Regions from separate parts of the Mus musculus genome. Here region 1 is linked to region 2. A link is a contact called in public promoter capture Hi-C data. All regions are on one chromosome and are shown on one strand. The core of a region is the stretch at or near the end of the contact, and the rest is flanking DNA. Distances in the headings are between cores, read along the strand shown.

Region 1 (3,482 bases), core at 140-2,639, 1.5 Mb after region 2:
AAGCACTGACTGTTTAGGATTCAATTCCGACTACTCGCCCTAAGGCAGGGTACTTTCAGTTGTGCACAGTGGGTCCAAAAGCCATCCTAGTGACTTAAATTTGATGAAGTGGCCACTTTCCCAGTCATTCCCAACTTAAAAGGAAAGCTTCCTCCAAAAACTGGCTCTAAGAATTTGGTCAGCGCTTGCAGCTTGTTTGGGGAGCGATGGGACAAGGAGCGATTCATCATCAAAGTGAAATTCAAAGCTATTTTGATGGACCTCCGCTCTACCCACCCCCTTTCCTAGCTCCTACTCTAAGGTCTGGACAGGTGGGAGGGGGTACATCTCTCTTAGGAAACAGATGCAACTTAAGTCCCTCCACCACCTCCTTCCCGGCCCCCACCCACCCTAAGCCACCAGGTACCACTGCCTACACCCCCTCCCCCCTTAGAAGAGGGATGGGATGGGCAGGACGGGGGCGCCGTGGGCGGGATGAAGGTAGGGAATGTTCTGAACTGCAACTCTCCTTACCACTGGAGCGCCTGACGATGTTCTCCAAAAATGTGTTCTGCGGAGCCACCAGCCCTCTCTTGCCCCCCGGCATCCTGGGTCTGGAAAGCAGCGGCCAGGATCCGCGGCGGGGGAGGGGGGGAAGCAGGAAGAAAAGGTGGAAGAAGAGGAGGAAAAGGTAGTGGAGATGGTGCTGAAAGAAAAGGGGGCGCGGCGGCGGCGGCGGGGTCCCCTGAGTGTGTCTCCAGCCCGACCCGGATGAGCAGCTCTGGGAAGGAGGACCAAGCAGTTCATGGTAGTAGCGCTCCCCCGGCCGCCGCTGCCCAGACTGTGGCGGTGCCGCACACGGGGCTGGGGAACTGCAGGCTCCGCCGGGCACAGTGCGCCTGCGCCGCCCCCGCTGTCGCTGTCCCGCCGGTGCTGATGCTGAGGCTGCTGCTGAAGATGCTGCCGGGGAGGCAGGAGCCCGGACGCGGGCTCAGCATTTCTCCCTCTGCCCCGCGCCCGGGCTCTGGGAGAGAGCGAGGAGCAACTCGACTTCCCTCTCCCCACCCCTAGCCCAGGCTAAGACCCCATTCCTTAGCTCTCTGCTCCCTTGGTCTCCTAGCCCACCCTTCTCACTCAGCTGTTTCACAGCTACCCAGGGCAGCCAAAGTTCTGTCCAGGCTTTGCGAGCGCCTAGTGGCTGCTCCTTTCTCCAGGAAGATCCAGACAAGTGCTCGCTGGCTGGTGCGGGCTGTTGTTCGCGAGGCAGGCACCAGAGAGGGAAATGGCAATCTCTGGGGAGAGCAGGTCACATCTCAGCTTCTCCTGCTGCCGCTGTCCGAAACCCCAGCAGCTCCGGAGGACTCGGGTCCTGGGGCTGAGATGCAAGAGGGCTCCTGCTCTAGCCCAGACTGTGCGCCGAGTAGGAAGTGACTGGGTGGCGCTCGGGGACGCGGAGCAGCCACCTGACGCTGCTACCGCCCCCCTCCGGGCTCTGGCGCCTGAAGCCTCCACACGGGAGCTTTCTACACCCTGAGAAACCCCACTATTTGGAGCAGAAGCCAGATGGAATATGAGAGCAGAGCTGGCACCCGGAATGGCCCTGCGCCCCAGGCTGGATTTGGCGCGCGAGGGGTGGGGAGGGAGGTTGGCTCTGACACAGCCTCTGGAGAGCTACCCCAGGGCTGCTAAGTACAGGAGAACAGGAAACCGGATCCCCCTACCCAAACTTGGAAAAAAGAAAAAAGAAAAATAAGAGTTCACTTAATGCTCGATGCTAGCAGTCCAAAGAGAGAGTCAACAATTCAGACAAGAGCGCGAGCAACCGGCAGCGCTTGCGTGGAAAAGTGGTACAAGCTGAGAGAATAAAGCTGCGCAAGGCTGGGGAGAGGCCGCCCTCCTCTACATTCAGGACCTGGACCGGAGTGGGACTGTTAAAAAGCGGTCTAAAAGCAGGGGGCAGCCACACGAAAGGGAAATTTCCACAAGTGAGAAAGGGACCGGAAGACATGAAAAGAAAGGGGGAGCCCAAAGAGCTTGGCAGCCCCTTCTTTTGTGAAAGGCGCTGTTTTTGCTCCAGGCTACAGCATTAGCATCCCCTAAGAAGTCTTGACATGCAAATTTGGGGGCCTTATCCCTAAGTAGGGGCGCTAAGAACTCTGAGGATGGAGTTTATCAATCTGTTGGTAATAAACCCTCTGCCTAAATATGATACCCAAGCCACAAGCGTAGGGCAACCCTAAACTTCCCTTTAGGAGACTCCACCTGGGCCTGTGGAGTCAAGAACCCTCTGGGAACAGAAAAGGCTCTGAGTTGGGGGAGAGGCAGGGGGCAAAGGGTAAAGGTTAGTTGAATGATACATCTTGGTTGCTGGGGTCAAGCTACCCAGGGCGAGGTAATCTTTGTGGAAATGATTGCCTGTCAAACAGAGGGCATCCTGAGAGTAAGAGCAGCAGCATCTACTTGCTACCTACGGGCCTGTGACAGTGAAATACTCCTCCATTCACTGGCCTTTAAAGTGCTCTCCCTAGCTCTCTGTCTCTCTGTCTGTCTCTGTCTCTGTCTGTCTCTTGCTCGCTCTATCTATCTATCTACCTACCTACCTACCTACCTACCTACCTACCTACCTACCTATCTATGTATCTATCTCTGGCAGAGAGTTAAATGTAAAGCCAGGATCCAGGTTTTACCCTACGGTAATTTTTCTTTCCTCCAAAATTTCCGCTCCCCACCCAGAGCCAGGGCAGCTGCACAAATTTGAAAGGTGGCCATGCCAAAAGTTAGCTCCATGGAGATTCCTTCTGAGGGAAAATGAAAACGGGTTGGGCCACAGGAATAACAAGGACTTCACAACCAGACCCATCACTACAACCCCAATTTTAAACACATACTTCATTTCCCCTTCTGCTGTGTCTTACATGACCTGTTCTAAAAGATCCCAGATTACTCAGCTGTTGGTGGAGTGCTGAATATACAGACATAATACTTGAAAATACAAGCATCTCTATGCAAGGTTTCTATCCTTGACTTGTAGCATGATAGGGCAATTCTACCATCAACGTTGACGGGGAATATTTTCAGCCTATATGTTCTTTTGCACATCCTCAGCTGCCCACATCTCGCCTCTGGGTATTGATTTGAAGTCTCAGCTTCCCAGCGTTTCCTATCTAATATAAATATCCCCGTCCTAATCAGTTCTCTGTGGGTGTATTAGCTCACACTTCCCAAAGAGGAAACTCTTCGGACTCCATTAAGACGCAGTCACACAATCACTGTAGAATGTCCCCATTATTCCCATCCACAGCTTTAATTAAAATGGCATGCTTCCTTTCTTCTTTATCCTTAATTTCTGGATGGCATTACACTGTTGGCTTATCTTAATGACTGTATGGAACTAAAGCAGCTAGCTGGGCATTACAAAATGTCAAAGCATTTGGTTACACTTCCCTTAATGTTCCAGTTTAGATTCTCACTCAGGCAAAAACTGATGCCTGGAAAGATAAAGT
Region 2 (3,281 bases), core at 251-2,750:
AGAAGTTACATCTAAAGATCTACTGTGCTAGTTGTTGGCTACTTGTTGCTGAGTATGCTTTTAAGAGGCATTTGAAAGAGGGCTTTGAAAATGGGTTCTCTGAGAGAGAGAGAGAGAGAGAGAGAGAGAGAGAGAGAGAGAGAGAAAGAGAGAGAGAGAGCACAGGTGGGAGGAGGTATAGCTGAATGACCAGAAGAGAAGGTTTGGGTTCTAAGTGAGAACTGGCTCTCATCAGAAGTAGGGAGCAGTTGAGCTGTCACATTAGCAGGAGCTGCGTGGGTTGTCTGCAAGAGTCCTGTGGTGTGACTGAAGAAGCTGGTAGGGCAAAGAGCGAGAGCTGAAGCTTTGATGGTGGCTGGCACCTCACCAACTGCACACGGTGCTGTTTGGAGCTCTTGCCTTTTCAAAGGCTCTGAGTGGGGTAAAGGCCAGCACCTGTTTTGTTAGGGGTTGTGGAGCTATTGGCCCGGAGTCATTTTCCATGAGTATGTGATTATCTGGGGTGCACCTGAAGCCTTATGAGACACACACTAGGATGACAACTTTCGTTGGCTGTCTGGGACAGTCAAACTGTCTGTCAGCAAAAGGGACCAAATTCTAGCAAGGCGTAGTAACTCATGCCTCTAATTCCAGCACCAAGGGTCGATCTACATAGTGAGGCCCAGAGCAGCCTGGGGTAAGAAGAAAACCAGCACAAACAGCCCATCTCTCTGGCCCTGTGGCACCGTTTTTCATTCACCTGAAGCAGCAGCAAGCTTAAGTGAAGCAGCAGCTTTGCCTGAGGTGTTGCTTGCTACTGGTCTCAGGCTCTCACGGGGAGTGAGCCACTTCCGTTTTCCTGTATTTCCGGCTAGGGTACAGATCCACACATAGGGATCACCTGTAGCCCTCTGTTCCCGGGTGCCCCAGAGCAGCAGACCTGCAGTGACTTGACTCCTTCAACTTTTGGTTTTATTGCCACAGGGCTTTTCTAAAAGGCCTTTGTCGTTTGCATCTCTCTATACCAGTCGATTTCCCATGAAGCTAATGGAGCTTAAGCATCAGGGCCTCTCTCTGCTTCACGCGGTGTCCGTTTTCATAAAGAAAGCTTCCCAAAGGACAAACGCAATCCCCATAACGTCTAGGTTGTTCTGTGTCTCCAAAGACGGAGTGGCTCCATCGAAGAGACATTTATTGCACAAGGCTTCAGCCGGGCCTTCTGTCAGCAGGACCCACTTCAAGAAACATGATAGTAATTTATGTCTGCCGATTAAACCTGGGAGCTGTCATTGTCCCGGGAGCTTCACAGATAACAAGAAATGTAGCTTGCTTTGCTCCCTTCTCCAAATGTCATTAACCCTGACCTTCAAACACTTCAAAGTTTGCTATTTTTTTTCTTCCCTATAAAACAGTTAGAACCACAGCCCTACCGGATGTTCTTTGTGGGCTAGGAGTACCACCCAACCACAGCAGTACCCGGAAAGAAGGTGCATAAACCCTTCAGAAACCCATTTCCACCTTGTTTGAACAGTGACCAAGCTGCAGCCTGGAGACTGCTGCCTTTATTTAATGGCAAGAGGGAGTGCAGTCAGTTAGCATGATCCTTTGTTATCTAACCGCCCCGTGATGGTCTCTGTGATGAGCATCTTCATCTCTGTATCGTGTCTTGCTGCCAAGGCAACTGTTACGTGTGATTTAGATGAGTCTATCCTCTCGAGCCACGGTGAAGAGAGTCAAAATCTATTATTCGAAGCCTGCTATTCTTTCATGCTCTAGCATTTCTGCCTCTGCACTAATCAGAAGCAGGGAAAATGCCAGGACTTGTTCTAAATGCGAGTTTAATCTTGTGAGATCACACTGCCAGCTGCCCGTATCGTTCTTCTGTCACAGTCGTTAGGCTACCGATGTTCCCTGCAAGCACGTTTGTGAACCTGGATTCTCTTCTCTTCCCTCCAGTATGTAAGATGAATGTACATATTCGGTGTCAGGCGAACGTGGCCCCAAACTGCGGGGTGAATGCCGTGGAGCTTGCCAAGACCCTGGCAGGGATGGGTCTCCAACCCGGAAATATTTCTCCAACCTCGGTGAGCCCTTTGCCTCTGGCTGTGTATTGTAGGTTGCAAGTTATTCCGGTGCAATGAGCTCAAATGAGAGTCTAGGGGGACATAATCTCAGCAAATCCAGTGAACAAGTCTGCTGTGCTTTAAAAAAGGCATTTTATCTCCCCAACTAGAGTCTACACAGTTAGGGCTCAAAACAGTGAGCATGCATGTATATCATGAAGCAAGAGAACGGACTCACCCCCCACCTCCCCTTAAAATCAGCTTCCTATCAATCTGGTCTGGCAAGAATCTCAGAATCCAGATGCCTAGGGTACGCCCCTGGCTGGTGTCCAATCGGGACAGCTGGTCAGAAGCCACCGGCCTCTGCTTCCTTATCTCTAAATGGGGTTGAAGGTGCCAGTGCCTGGGGTTCTCCACTTCCCTAGACTGCAGCACGTGTCCAGGGTTGTGAGTTCATCTCCTGCTTTCTGCAGCAGACAGCTCCTTCCTCGGGACGCTTGGGAATGGGTGGAGTGGTTTTCTTGCCCTGGCTGTGTTTTGTCCTGCAACCTCCCCAAGTGACATCCAGCTGATGCTGTCCATCAGAGCCTTAGCTGCTGCTTCCTAGTTCTTAGTGTTGTCTTTCTGGCCCACATCCTTGGTTGGAGGCTGGGAAGCAGCCATGTCTGGATGGCTGTGAGATCTGGAGCCAGGCTATGTGACAGTCCCAGAATGGGCAGTGCCTCCTTCTCTGTAACATCAAGTGTCTTTAGTGTTATGGTATTCAATACTGGGGGAAACATCTACCTGCTGACAGCACATCATTAAAAAGATAGAATTATAAGTAATCAAAGAGAAAAGTGGGTTAAAAAAAAGATTAGGGGACTCTAGCTTTGAGGTTTTAGCTCTAACCAAGAGTGCAGGTTAAGGAAGTAAGATTCAAGCTGGGACCACTTTTCTGTCTTTGAAAAGTCTACAGTAGATTTGGAAGGAGAGCTATAAAAACTGCTGTGTTTTTAAATATAAGCCATTTTATTGTATTGTTAATGCCTGTTTTGTGGGGTTAAATATATAAGATCCTTGGAGGTTCAGGCTGTGGAGTAGTTGGCTTGTTTTCAGCATTGCTTGTAAGTCTCTCTAGGGCCTAAAGTCTAGACACATCCTTTTTAACCAGATACATCAAGAACTCCAGAATTCATCTTCTTAGAGTTGGGGAGCAGCTTGGTGGTACAGTGCTTGTCTGGCATGAGTGGAGCATGG

The links. Promoter capture Hi-C pulls out the DNA fragments that hold promoters and counts their contacts.
Region 1: a contact with region 2 is called in a promoter capture Hi-C map of hippocampal neurons, with 6 times the contacts expected there. The contact joins the promoter of Kcnh5 here to the enhancer-like site in region 2. A contact is called at or near these places in 3 of 39 promoter capture datasets (hippocampal neurons, liver and stem cell-derived epiblast-like cells), 2 of 484 Hi-C or Micro-C datasets (cerebral cortex and cortical neurons) and 1 of 115 datasets of contacts at active chromatin or transcription factors (astrocytes).

Annotation. Positions count from the first base shown.
Region 1 is chr12:75,175,943-75,179,424 of GRCm38.p6, forward strand. It overlaps Kcnh5 (potassium voltage-gated channel, subfamily H (eag-related), member 5), which reads right to left and starts at 1,390. Exons shown (of 11, transcript NM_172805.3): 1 at 514-1,390. The coding sequence starts at 586.
Region 2 is chr12:73,698,246-73,701,526 of GRCm38.p6, forward strand. It overlaps Prkch (protein kinase C, eta), which reads left to right. Exons shown (of 14, transcript NM_008856.4): 7 at 1,936-2,063. Among named protein-coding and RNA genes, the nearest start is that of Gm34189, 82 kb to the right of the region's middle. Within about 2 kb of position 1,501, at least 52 of the 459 cell types and tissues checked have an H3K27ac peak or open chromatin away from gene starts, as enhancers often do. A contact at or near this core is called in cortical neurons and hippocampal neurons, where this site is marked.